Linked DNA regions of Triticum aestivum: all the other regions are linked to region 1. A link is a contact called in public Hi-C data. All regions are on one chromosome and are shown on one strand. The core of a region is the stretch at or near the end of the contact, and the rest is flanking DNA. Distances in the headings are between cores, read along the strand shown. Region 1 holds the start of LOC123098428 (inositol-3-phosphate synthase). Region 2 holds the start of LOC123098430 (non-specific lipid transfer protein GPI-anchored 31). Region 3 holds the start of LOC123098427 (ubiquitin carboxyl-terminal hydrolase 26).

Region 1 (4,411 bases), core at 1,643-4,142:
GCAAGCTACACACCAGGCACAAAGGTGTTCTGAGGGCTCCCGTTGATGAACGGCACACCCTCCATGACGCAGGCAATGGCATACAGTGTCGATGGAGATATCTCTGCCTCGTTCTTGTCCACAGACGCCAAGAGGTTCTCCATCGTGTCATTAAGCCCAACAGAGACGTTGCTGTACCTTTCAGTGTTTGCCGTCCAAAGCACCACTACCTTGTCCACCTTGTTCTTCTCCTTGAACTCCCTATTTCATCAAGCCATATGAGGGCGCAAATTTAGAAGTTGATGAAGTTTTCAGCATGGAACGTTGAAACTAACAAGGACTGGTGGAGTAACATTTTCATGAGTAACTCAGCTTAAAATTTAATTTCAGTAGAACGACCCTTCGTGGAGTCCAATCATACAAAAGCCGGTGGCTATAGAGAATCTGTCCAATCATACAAAAGCCACTGGCTGTAGAGAATTATGCATATAGAATCATACCAGTTAAGTAGTGTTATTGTTTTAAAGCATATTCGCAGTGGTTACAGAGAATTATCCATATTAATCATGCGTGCTCAGGCATCAAACTCAGAGTACTCTTTTTTTATTCTACTCTTAAGTGCTGGAATATAGAGTATGTCAAGTTGTATACGTGCATATCTGTATACCTTATGTCTTTGATAATCTGCTCCATCTGCTCTTTCTTTGTGCCCTTGATGACATTGTTAGCCCGGGAGCCCTGGTTGGCAGCGATGAAGTCCGGGTCATAGATGCCGGGGAGCGGCACGATGGACTCCATGTAGGGCCTGAGCTGCTTCTGCAGGTCAATGTCCAGCACCTTGGCCCTGGTCATAGCATCAGCCAGGTTCATGCTGCTAATATCCCAGCCCCCAAACACAAGGTCATCTGGGTTTACCTGAAAAATCATTCTAACACCGTCAGAATAGGATTTGCAGCCAACTGCAAGTCTGGAACATATACAGTCAACAGAGCCCATAGCATTTTGACCGGTACAATGACAACATCATGGCACATATCCACAATTTTCTTTACTAAAGAGCACATGGTGCACTGTCTTTTTTTATTTTTGCATGACTTAGCTGTCCTTCAACTAACATGCAGCATCAAATTGCTACGGGGATAGTGCTCTTCACATAGCAATATCTTTTTAATGTTAGTATTGATTGCAGTGACTCGAAGAAAACTGTATTTACCATGGGCAGGAGGCTCTTGAAGGGTGCATAGATCTCCTCTCCGTTGTAGCTCCCGACCCTGATGGTGGAGGCCTGGGTGAGGGACCCAAAGTAGTTGGCTTGCTGCACCTTGTCCTTTGTCGCCCATGAGATCCCCCTAAATTGATTAAACTCACCATCAGTCTCAAATAAGACACTACTGTTGACAAGGAAGAACCAAAATTGTAATGATGGAATCGATGTGGATGGTGACAACGTACTCCCTGTTGGCGATGACCCCAGCCATGAGTGTGGAGCCATTGTTGCCGCCCCACCCCACGAGCATCACCCTGCACCACCAAAAACAGAGTCCAAATGATTACCACAAATAATCAGCGTATTCTGTCGACAAGTGGCTCACACTACACTGCACGTAGCCAACATGCAAAGCAATCCGCTAGTGGATGTAGATGAAAACAAAGAGGAAATCAGAGAACCCGGGGAAACAAACAAATGCATGGGATTCAGAGTAGCAGTAAATTATACTTGGTCAGGCTAACATAGTTGGGCCCTTGTCAAAAGAAAAAGGCTGACGTCTCATTATTATACCAGGTGGAGTCAAAACCCTGTTCTGCATCTCATCTAAAAAAATACAGAGCAGTCCGTTCTGAATCTTAAAATACAAGCTCACGTGCACATGCGACAGGTGAAAAACTAGTAGATCGGGGAAAGCATGTCGTATTACGGAGATGGAGTTGGTCGGATAGCCGATCTGCTAGCGATAATCCAAAACCGAACAGCATCTTGCAGACGACAACAAACGCATCGCATTCTCCTAAAAAGTCGAAAATGAGACCGTTCGTTTGGCTCCTGCCGTCCATTGATTCTCCTCTCTTGGCAAGGAAAGAATGCCAAAAAGAAACGAAAACGAAAACAGAATCCAACACTAGAGGCTGACAGCGATCCGAGAACGACCTAGGCCCACAAGCGTCAACGACGGCCGGCGAAGTTCCGAATGGAACACAGGTCGCACTGATCTTGACAGGACCGAATTAAATCAAGTAAATACATCAGGAGATAATTAAGAGAAGCGCCGAGTTACTGAAACACGGCGACTGAGTGACTGATCTTGACACGACAGAATCTAAAGGATTAAACTAGGCTTTACATACAGAAGACAAGAGAAGCACTGCGCGCGCGTATATAGGGAGGGGAGGAGAGGAGCGTTGGTTACCGACCCGAGCTTGGGGACGTTGGTGTTGGTCTTGAAGTGGTAGTTGACGGACTTGGGGCGGACGACCCACTTGGAGGCGCCGTCGTGGCTCTCGTGCACCAGCTCCGTGGTGTCGTAGCGGTACTCGGACTCGATCTCCCCCGCGCCGTACCTCACGTTCGGGCTCTCCACGCGGAAGCTCTCGATGAACATCTTGGCGACGCAAGATCGATCTCTCCCTCTCTTTCTTTCCTGGAGACTCTTGCAGGGAGGAAGAGAGAGGTTTTCGAGTGCGGTGGCAAGGGGCTGGAGTGAATTGTGTGTGATCTGCGGTGGGTAAGCGGGCGGGGGTGGGGGATTTATAGCGGGTTAGGCGGCCACGTGGTTTCGCTGGGGTCCACGCCGTAGGTGCCAGTGCCAGGCGGGGCGGCGGCGAGACAGCTTGGCCGCCGGGGATAGCCGCCGGCGGGCTGGGGAGGCGGGGGGCGGAAGGGAATGGGGGTCGGGGAGAGGCTCGAAGAGGAGGAAGGGGCGCGATGGGCCGATGAGGTATCGACCGCACTTCTTTCTTTTTCTGCGAGGACGGAGGGAGGAACACAGTTACGATTTTGCACTCAAGAAATCGCAAAAATGCCCTGCCCACAAAGATCGTGTGCTGCGAGGCAGAGGCGTCACATGCACACAGTGGCCGCGCGCACCCTGCCTCTGCCGGTGCCAGTGCCAGGCGCCGGGATCATCAACGATTCCGTGGACACGGGCACGCGAGATAGATACTAGTAGATTCCGAACGATTCTGAAATTCCGAGGAACTGCGAGGGGCGAAACGCGAATGATCCCGCGGTCCGCTGCGCCCGGCGCGGGCGCGGCTGGGAGCGGGCCCAGTGAGCCGCGACGGCCCACGGTCGCACGGCGGGGCCCCAGCTCCTTCCCAAGTGGCGCTCTCTGCTCCGTGGTGCTCGTGGGCGCCGTCACGTGGCCAACCGCCGCCCGGTCGTGGCAGACGCTCCTGGAAACGCCTCACACACACACGTCCTTCCCCACAGAGCATAGACGCGGTCCATGGGCTCGCTGCAGAGCACGCCATGTGGTGCGGTGTCAGCGGCGGGCGGGGAGGCACCGCTCCGAGCTCGTGCGTTGTCAGTGCGATCCAGTCCCGAGAGCAGGCGCGGGTCCCCGGGGAAACACGAAATTGTTGTCCTTGCATGCAAATGGCCCTGTCCTTGCATGTAAGACTCTCGGGAATCTTCGGGCGCTCGCGGCTAGTGCGTTCTAGGCTCCTCTCTTCTCGTCAGATCTGCTGGGGGAGGTTGCCACTGCTTTTGCTATGGCTCAACCAAAGTAATTTGCCCTAGCACAAAGATGAGTAAGTTTGTCTGCCAACCCGCAAAAAAAAGGTAAGTTTGCTTGCCCTAGCTACAAGTGCAAGCTCAGAGAGATTGTATGGTGATATGCCTTTGTGCAACTTTTACAAGTGTTAGGTTCTATAGATTCTTTGCGTTGCAAGCTGAAATCCGGTCGAGTACTGATCATTGCTTCCTACTTGGAGCGTCTACAAGCAGGATTGCCAAACATGGACCATTGTACGCCCACGGACAGTGACCGGTCACCACCCATTTGTACTCGCCCACGTGCTTTTTAAATTCATACAATCTATACCAATATGTAAATAAGCAACACAACATCAATCAAAGCTACGTACCCATATATAGCACAATCGGACCAAAAAAAATAGAGTAACAGAGTTCATCAGACACTGTTCATGGGACATAGTTCATCATTGGACGGATTAAACTTGGTACAAAATAAATTAGATCGGGGGAGCGGGGTGACGAACATGGCCATTTCCTCGCCGGGCCTCTCCCCTTGTGGTCACCGGAGCGACGGTAGTAGTCCTCCGTGTAGGCATCCGCAGCGGGAGGTGTGTCGTCGTCCGTGCTTGTCGTGCCACTATTGGACGACGACGAGATGATGCCGACGAGACGTATGTCGGCACATGCATGCTCCTTCGTGTGTCGTCGTCCCTGCTAGTCCTGCCACTATTGGACGAT
Region 2 (4,578 bases), core at 820-3,319, 160 kb after region 1:
GACCGCAGCGCCGGCTCTTGCTCCGTGGATGCCCGCTTCCGCACCGAGATCCAGCGCGCCATCGCCGATGCCCACGCTTCCCACTACGCCAGGTACGCTTCGTGATCGTGTGCCGCGGTTCATTGTTAACTTTGTCCGACGGTCTGCGTAGCCCGCGTCCGATCGGTTTGTGAGATTGGGCTCATGCTGAAATGGCCCGTGGCTATCCATCTTGTACCAATAGACGGCCTGGAGTGGCCCAGTTAGGGTTCCCATTTTGTCTGTTACATTTTTTAATCTGAAATCTTTTTGCGATGTTTAATTTAAAGTTGTTGTTAACCCTAATTTTTTTAGGATTAATCCAATCGTATTTTTATTAAACTCTATAAAATCTAGATCTGTTACACAAATCTTAACAGAAAGGAAAATATCAAATCTTGGTGCATTTTTAACCGATTTCCTGATTACTATGCTTGTGCAGCTCCCGTTTCGCAACCACCTGCATCGGCACAACCCAAACCTGGTATGTACTCATCTTCGACGACGAACTAAAAATGGATCCACGAAATTGCTCTACTGTGAAATAATTTTCTCGAACTGAATAAATACGCTAGCTGTTCAGTTGATTATTGGATTTGTTTTTTCTAAACCGAATTGAAGTAAGAATGTTCATCACTAACGGCTAGCGCAAAATATTGCCTGCAGGTCCAGTGCTCCCGTTGCCGCCGACCCCAGCGCCCGCCGCCATGCTGCCCGCTGCCATCAGCTCTCCGTCTCCTGCGTCAACGCCGGCGACCTCCCCGACCGCCCCGCCGGCTGCTTCTGCCGCTAATTCCGTCGCTCCCATGGGAGCCATGGTCGTTGGCGCGGCGCTTGCCGTTGCAGCGCTATTTTAGGCCCCTCCGTTTTCAAGTTAGCTTAGCGGACTGGCTTTGTAGTTAGCCTTCTGTTATAGCCAAGCGGATTCAGTTTGTAGTTAGCCTTATCACGGGATACCAACTGAAGTACTATTAGGTACCTTTTGTTAGGATCGATCCACTCTAGAAATTTTTACTCCGGTTGTACTCTGCTACGTACGTGTGTTAGCCTCGGCTCTATCTATCTATAGAAGAAAAGTGAACCCCCCGTTCACAATCATTCGTTATTTGCTGTGTTTCCTTGTTGTCAGCGTTTTTGTTGTAATCGCATACCGCAACTTGCAGTCGATCGAACACGTTATGCCTTGTATAATGCAAAGTGCTTAAAGAAATAAACCATTTTTTCTTAAGCACCGTTGCTTATTTCTACATGGAAGCACCTTGTATTGTACTCCATTTGTTCGGAAATATTTGTCGAAAAAAGGATAAAAATATATGTATTTAAAACTAAAATACGTCTAGTAGATACATTCATTTCTCTGACATCTATTTTCGGACTGAGGGAATACAAGGCCTAGGCTAGCGCCGTTGCTTGGCCGTGACGTGAGCAATTCGACGCGGCGGCGTAAGCAGCCATTAGGCCATACATCGTGGATTGCATTCAGACCTAGAAAAAGGAGGTTCATACCGGCGTTGGTAACATTGCTCGGTCGACGTGTGGCCCAGCTCTCGGAAAGTCTCGATTCCACTGCCCCCGTGCGGTCGTGCGCTCGGTTTCTTTTATTTTCTCCCGTGCAACCGCCCACCCAGCTACCCAAGGCTTTCCCTAAAAGGCTTCCGGCCCTTTTATCATGGTCGCCGGCCGACCACGGCGACGGCCGACGGCGGTGACCTTCTTTTGGCTCACCCCCACAGCCACAGGCCACTGCCACCATTCGAACTTCATCATGTCGGCACACCGCCGCTTCGGAAAAGGAATGACACGCCGAAGCCGCCCTTTCACTAGCTTCTCTAGTGGCTGGGACCAGAAGGGCGCATCAATAGACCGATCCAAGGCCTACAGACGCCATGATTTCTCAAGCACTTCGCAGCCGTGCGCAGACGTCACTGTCTCGGCCAGAGAATCGCTGCTATATGCCGCCATTTTCTTTGACCTAGGATGAGGAGGAGCAATGAGTTCCATTTCTGTGTCTTGCCAGTGCCAGTGCCAGCACAGTGCAACACTAACCAAACTTCCCACTGATGCAGTGGTGCATGCGGTGCTGGCAGCCCATCGCAAACATAAAAACGCCCTCCACGCACCCCCTAGCAATCTCACACCACATTCCACAGACCATATCACACGTTCTGAAACCACTGTTGTAGATAGCTCTAGTGCATCGTGCACACAAGTTACAGCGGCAGCCGGCGAGAATGGCAGCTAGGACGTCGATCACGGCCACGAAACGGCCATGGCTGCTGCTTCTCGCAGCACTGGCCACGGTGGTAGCGCACGTCGACGGTGCGACTGTAGCCGCTCCGGCGCCGGCTGTTGACTGCAGCGACGCCTTGATCAGCCTGGCGGGGTGCCTGAGCTACGTGCAGGAGGGGAGCACGGTGGCGACGCCGGAGGGGTCGTGCTGCTCGGGGCTCAAGGACGTGGTGAAGAAGGAGGTGGCCTGCCTCTGCCAGGCCTTCCAGGGCGGCCAGGACTACGGCGTCACCCTCAACATGACCAAGGCCCTGCAGCTGCCCGGCGCCTGCAAGGTCAAGACGCCTCCCTTCAGCAAGTGCCACAGTGAGTAATTTTTTTTCTTCTTCTTCTTGTTTTTTCCACAGCTCGCAAATGCAAAAATACGACGCCTATCAATAGCTGACTGAGAAAGAAATTCTCTTCTGTCGGATTAAGCCATAGTCACTCCATTTTCTGGTCCATTTATGTGCGTCTTTGGTGGAGAAGTCGTGTGCATAAACTGAAGTCAACTACCTTGGAGCATCGGTCATGTTTTCTTGTCTTGCAAATTCTTTGAAACAGTTAGTTGTTGTTGGGTCCGTGTATGTGCAAATTGCAACTTTAATTTTAATTTAGTGACCAAAAGAGTAATCTGCACTGTTCAGTCGGTTATAGTACTCTATCTTTCAGAATCAGAAGTAAAATCTTAGTCGAATGACACCTTTTTTTTTTGCGGGGTTAAAAGGGATTTTCATTGCTCAATGGGGAACCAGGTCGTCCATACAAAGTTGGGGTACATCCGTAGGGCCTGACCTCAACCAAACTAACATAATTAGTCGAATGACACCTAGCAAAACCATTGTTAAATACTGAACCTGACATAATTATGAACTGAGAAAAAACTGACGGAACCATATTCTGACGACCTCTCTCTTCGCTAATGCAGTTTCCATTCCGGGCGTGGCCGGTGGGTCTCCAGGTGTGTTCACTAACCACTCTTTCTCTTCCCCTTCTGATTCCGCATATATCATTCGACGATATCTCAGCAAAGTACCAACATATATTTATTTATTTTTGCGAATAAAATACCAACATATATAATCCTTTCTTTTTTGGGAGTAAAAAAAAATCGCAACTCTTTTAGTACTCTACTGACGTTGCCATCATTCCAGCACCTGCACCTGCCCCGTCTTCCGGTGCTCCGTTCTTCGGGGGCTCGCCGTCACCATCCATGCCATCGGCGGAATCACCAGCCGAAGCCGGAACCGGAAGTGGCGACTCCACCACCGCTCGAGCTCCATCCCCGTCGGCCTCCGCCGCGGCCACCTTCCCCGCTTCAGCAGACGTCCTCCTAGCCGCAGCGACTGTCGCCGCGACACTGCTCATGTGAGCAGCTGGATGCGCCTGTAATTCAGCAAACCTGTTCGTCGTTCATGCGACCATTACCGCTGCACCCGCCCGACACAGCTGAGAAAGCGCAGACCAAGCCTTGTTGCTGGCTTGCTGCATGTACCGAGATGTATCTTATCTGAGAGTTTCCATTCCATTTTTATACAGATATATTATTTATACACGTTTAAACGAGTGTCTTTCATAAACATGACTCATTTTTTCATGCATGGTGACACTGCTTGGTTTGATCCCAATATTTGGCACGCAAAAGCTCATGTGTTGTGTTGGCTACTCTAAAAACTGACTACCAATTTCTCTTGCCAACCTCTATAAAGCACACCCTATGTTCCCAAATATAAGACGTTTTTGGAGTTCAATTTAAACTGACAAAACGTCTTATATGTAGAAATGGAGGTAGTAGCCAAAATTTGGTTTTGCCAAATGCTGGCATCAAACCAAGCAGCCAGAAATGGGGCGAGATTGTAAGAAGTGTCACGGCGAGCATCTCATTCAGAACAGAAACGGGGTGATTAGTATATGTCCATTTTCTGGAGGCCAGAAACGGGGTGAGATTGTGAGAAGTGTCACAGCGTGCAGCTCTCTCAGAACAGAGAGGAGCGTGAATATCCTTTTTGTTTATATTGTTGCTTGGTTCTCTATTCTTTGCTTAAGCTATTGTGTCGTGTAGATGGATGACATCTCCCTGTTCACACATCCCGGATATGATTAATGCATGGAATCTAAAGAACTGGGTCATTCTTCAGCTCAAAATGCAGGCATGGAATTGGGTCATTCTTCAGCCCAAGATGCAGGCATTTGGACTCCATCCGAATATGGCTCGCAACTTGCTGCGGCCATGGCCATGAGATATAGAAATACAACTTATCAACAGTCTATAGTTCAGATTTCCGAACAATG
Region 3 (4,651 bases), core at 2,152-4,651, 220 kb before region 1:
AATCCAAAAGGCTAAGATAGATCTCAAATCAAGAAAATCTGATCTAGTCTAGAGCTTAGCAATGAAAAATATTAGCAACTACCAGCTAGCTCCTTTCATGTAGATACTGCAAGCATAGGTTAAACCTAGAGGTACAGACAGATGATGCCTTCACAGAACTTCGAACTGCCATGATGGTTGTTGTGTTTGGAAAATAAATCAATGTAGTGAATGTACTCAGATATTTGATGGCTTATGATATAAATGAGCATTATATGCATTTAACACCCAGCTTTTATTTATCATCCATAGATTTGATAGCTAACTGTATAACAATCCAGATAGCTAACAGTACAAGAATACTAGAGAAAAAAGTACAACAATACGAAGTAGTCACATGAGCAATAAGTTATGAGTTTTTACGCAACTGAGACAAACAACATTTGCAAGGATAGTGTTGTCGCGACACCAAATAATAATAAAGCATTTAAATGTAGATGAAAAAGAAGAGTGGAAATAAATAAACAAGCGCTCTAGAGAACTCACGAGGGAGGGGTAGCATTATCCGCCCATTGGCGAAGCCAGTCTAGTGAAATCCAAAAATATGAATCATCGTCTGGAGTAGCAGGTGCTTCTGTAATAACAGATTTTACTTCTTGGCGCCTTTCTTGTATGGAAGCCAAAAGGTTATCTTTTTTACTTAGGTACTCGCCACATTCGTTTACACATGATGCATTCAATGCATCAATCTCATCCATCAGATGGCGTGGAAGTGAACTATTACTGGCTTCCACAATATTATTGCTTTTAATACCATTTTCATCCTTGCTCGATCGTTTGTACATTAGCATGTAAGCATCAGTGGAAGAGAACATCTCTCCCATATTAGAAGTCAGTGCAGCCTCATGATGGCTACTGTTATTACCATTTGCCACAGAACCTTCGGTAGAAGTACCTTCAGATTTCTGATCCGCTTTATCAGATGACTTGCCTGGTTTTTCACCAAAAGGGTGAAAACCAAGGCTGGATACACACTCATCATCAAACTCCCACCAGTGACCATTGCTTTCATCCTTTATATGTGCCACATAGTGACCACTATTAGCAGCACTACCCTTATGAATCAAAATAGCAGCCAGGTCATAAATGTAATTGGATGAAGGATCCGACAACCGCTTCCCCATATCTAGCTGTCCCGGAAAACTGAATGATGAAGAAATCTTTTTCTTCGTTGTTGTCTGCGGAGGAAATAAATTAGTAAGTTTCTTCCACACAAATCGAGAAATCACACAAGACAGAAGCAGGGGCAACAGATAGCACAAAACTATGAACAAGCTTGGATCAGAGTAATCACCTTTGGTAGGAATACATATCGCTTCAGCTGAAAATTAACAACAGGAGGAAGCGAGCGAAGTTTTATACAACGGGTGGCATCTACCCTTTTCTGACATGACTCGCAGGAATATTGGTTCTCCCCATTCAGTGCCTCCACACTCAAATAGTCATCCAGACTTTCCTCTAAATTACTTAAACCTTTAATATTCAGTTCCAGTTCATAGAAGTCTTCCATTTTTGAAGATGCTTCAGAATCCCTTCCACATGATGAACACCTTAAGCATATGATAACCAACATCAGTCCTCCACAAAATTAATGAGTAGTACAAATGAACTAACATATCATATTATCATTCACTTTGGTATGTGCAAGCTGTGTGAATTAGAAATTGTGCATGCACTCAGTGGTCAATCCAATTACAAAGTCAAAGATATGTACCTGAGCACATAGCTTGACCTAAGTACAAGATCCAGCAAAACAGGACTCGCAAGTTCAAAAAAAAATCATATCCAGCTAACTATTTTGTTGCTGTTTGACAAGATAACCGGCTTGTTATTATAATCACAAACTATGATATTTTTATAGTAATTCTGTAGCGGCAGAACATCGCAAGACAATAAAACACAGTGTATGCGAACAAACAGGAGCATACAAGGCAAACACGATGTGGTTATATTGGGAAGATAAACCTTCTAACTTAAAGTTCAGATCCCTTCAGTTTCCAAAATAAATTTAGGCATTTACCTACCGAGTCACATGCGACACACTTCCACGAAATAAATCTTGCACAATAGTTTTCGCAACAGTGACCTTGGAGTAACTTAACGAACGCTCGAGCAGAGACAAAAACAAGGTGAGAAATTCGTGACTGTCCTGCTGGACACCGTTGTCTAGTTCCAAGGTCTTGATGAAAGGTGCTGAATCAATGAAAGCCATTTTGCTGGAGTGTAGCTGCGCAAATAATCGAGCCAGCTGATCGAGAACAGGTTGCTTCTTCAAGATGTCTGGCTCTAGCGAGAAAATGCCTGAACGGAAGGAAGTGTTCATATAAAGGCACTGAAGTATGCTGTTAGCATAACATGTCGCGCCCAGATTAGTCAATCCAGCAGGCGTCTCGGTGGAAGCACGGAGGTCCTTGGATGGGTCAGGGCCGAGGCTACCGACATGCTCGCCATTTTTCTGCCAGAGGCCAGTCTTCCTCGCCCCACCGGTGGTGGGGATCAATCCGCAGAAACAATTGGGTGAGTCCTTGGTGTTCCCATGGCAGCCCTGGCAAACCGGCTTCCACACGCTGTAAAGTTGCCTAATATCATCTTGCGTGATGGCACCAGTGGAATGTATCCTCCTGCATAGCACAGGCAGCACCCCAAGCAAAAAACATGTCAGCAACAGAAACACATTGAAATCTCACCCTTCACCCTATCAAATCTCCAGCTACCAGCAACGGGAAAAGGCAACGTATACATACTTGAGAGCGGCATAAGACGGGCTCGCAGACTCATCAGCGCGTGGCCTCTTGTTCTTATTGCGGGTGTTGTGCCTGCTCATTGTACCATCAACTGAGCGCCAAGCGAAACCTCCAGTTGCTCTCCCTGCTGCGGAAACAACAGAAACCAGAGCATTAGCGCGTCGGTGTCAGGGGCGGACGGAACGAGGAGCATTGGGGTCAGTTCGAACCCTAAATTCCGTGGGAAACAGGCTGCTATCACTACTCCACCAAACAGCAAACGAATCCGCAAAAAAATGGGGGGAAATCGACGGATTTAACAGACAAAAGGCGTTTGGATTGGAATGCTTACCGCGAAGGGAGGAACAGATCAGGCTCTCCAGGCAATCCGAAGCAGGCTAGGGTTCGTCACCGGCAGGAAAAGCAAATCCAAGGCCTGATGGATCTCTGCTCCACGCCGGTCCGGTCGAGCAGAGCGGCGGCGGCGGAGGAGGAGGAGGATGAGGAGAGACGAATCCCTTGGAGGTGGCGGTCGGCGGTGGAGGGGCAGAGGGGCGGAGAGGGTTTCCCTTCGATGACCCCCGCCGCGAGCTGGGAGGGGATGAAAAGAAGCTGATCTGCTTTTTGGTTTCAGAGCCGGGTGACGTGCCGCATGTTTTGTTGGGTCGGGCTGCACCCGTGGGCTTGGCATCAGACTCATGGGCTGGGAGTACGGGGGATAGCACAGGACGGTAAACGGTGGAAATGGGATATTTTCTTTTGCTGGAATGGAAATGGAATAATTTGCCTCCAAAATATGGAATAATTGACGTTGAACTTGTGCCCTTCAAGGCTTCTGCAGATCCATGGCGACATTCCCCTACAGCGCACGCGTCAGCGCCTTCATAGCAAATAATTGATGAAGGCGTCGAGATGTGTATGTGCTTTGCTGAATCAGGAAATGGCAGAGCACATTATGGCAAACTACACGGCAGCAGATGCTTGTCATGAGTCACGCGGGCTTTTACAACATTTCCGGTGACTTTGTGGTTAATATGGCGAGCTCCGTAAGCATTATCCATGAAGAGTTCCGGAGCCTTCTAGTACATTTATTTTTTTCAAGTGGTTAATTGTGTGTTTATAAATTATTTATGTTGGAAAATCGAAAACAGTATGATTTATCCGATAGTTCACTACATATTTATACTCAACCAGAGGAATCGAAGGCAATATTAGTTGCTTGGCCCACAAAGAAGAAGAAGAGCTCCCACCCAAGGTGGGTGAATATCAACCTAGATGTGTTAATTAGTAGCATTTTTATGTTGCCAAAAAAAATTGCCAGTTAAGTCTATCCACTCTCTGTGATAAAGATGAAACGTAAATACTACTATAAGAACATCCCAAGTGAAGACGATTATATCTATGTGAGTTATGTCTCTAAAGAAAGTAATATATCAAATTTCAAACAATTAAAGCGGAAACAATGGTGTGGCGTCAATGAAAGGTCTTGAGTTAAAGCTATTGATGAACCCGTTAATGATTCCACTTGTCATAAATCCATTATATGACATTAAAAAACATAACAAGTAAGCAAAAATCATAACAGTTCGTAAAACCAAACTTAAGCATAGAACCATACATAGATTTATATACGGAGAAAGGTACATACTTATCTCCAGGATTCATACATAACGAAATAATAAAGAGAAAAACAACATTTCATCATCACAAGTCCAAAAGATGCACTCCTAATCCTTGTTGCTTGTTCTGGATGCATGTCAAGGGTAGAGGATTCTCATCCACCTACTCCTTGTTGTTGGTTCTGGATACAGATTGGCCCTTCTCCTTGCCCAATAGATGATCTCATCAAAAGTGTGTCTTGGAACACCTCATGATACTCTTGCATGTTG

Evidence for each region. A called contact is a pair of places that touch in the nucleus more often than the background predicts.
Region 2: a contact with region 1 is called in a Hi-C map of leaf, with 5 times the contacts expected there. The contact joins the promoter of LOC123098430 here to the promoter of LOC123098428 in region 1. A contact is called at or near these places in 4 of 5 Hi-C or Micro-C datasets (leaf and an unstated tissue) and 1 of 1 datasets of contacts at active chromatin or transcription factors (leaf).
Region 3: a contact with region 1 is called in a Hi-C map of leaf, with 5 times the contacts expected there. The contact joins the promoter of LOC123098427 here to the promoter of LOC123098428 in region 1. A contact is called at or near these places in 2 of 5 Hi-C or Micro-C datasets (both in leaf).

Annotation. Positions count from the first base shown.
Region 1 is chr4D:437,308,980-437,313,390 of IWGSC CS RefSeq v2.1, forward strand. LOC123098428 (inositol-3-phosphate synthase) reads right to left here and starts at 2,893. Exons shown (of 10, transcript XM_044520411.1): 1 at 2,389-2,893; 2 at 1,432-1,500; 3 at 1,193-1,328; 4 at 647-894; 5 at 14-240. The coding sequence starts at 2,576.
Region 2 is chr4D:437,474,030-437,478,607 of IWGSC CS RefSeq v2.1, forward strand. It overlaps LOC123098430 (non-specific lipid transfer protein GPI-anchored 31), which reads left to right and starts at 2,070. Exons shown (of 3, transcript XM_044520413.1): 1 at 2,070-2,613; 2 at 3,215-3,247; 3 at 3,441-3,841. The coding sequence starts at 2,250. The coding sequence ends at 3,658. LOC123097038 reads left to right here. Exons shown (of 4, transcript XM_044518815.1): 2 at 1-92; 3 at 461-502; 4 at 685-1,123. The coding sequence ends at 811. LOC123098429 (probable protein phosphatase 2C BIPP2C1) reads right to left here. Exons shown (of 9, transcript XM_044520412.1): 9 at 4,483-4,578. The coding sequence ends at 4,554.
Region 3 is chr4D:437,093,399-437,098,049 of IWGSC CS RefSeq v2.1, forward strand. LOC123098427 (ubiquitin carboxyl-terminal hydrolase 26) reads right to left here and starts at 3,402. Exons shown (of 15, transcript XM_044520409.1): 1 at 3,115-3,402; 2 at 2,784-2,910; 3 at 2,064-2,660; 4 at 1,334-1,589; 5 at 526-1,217. The coding sequence starts at 2,863.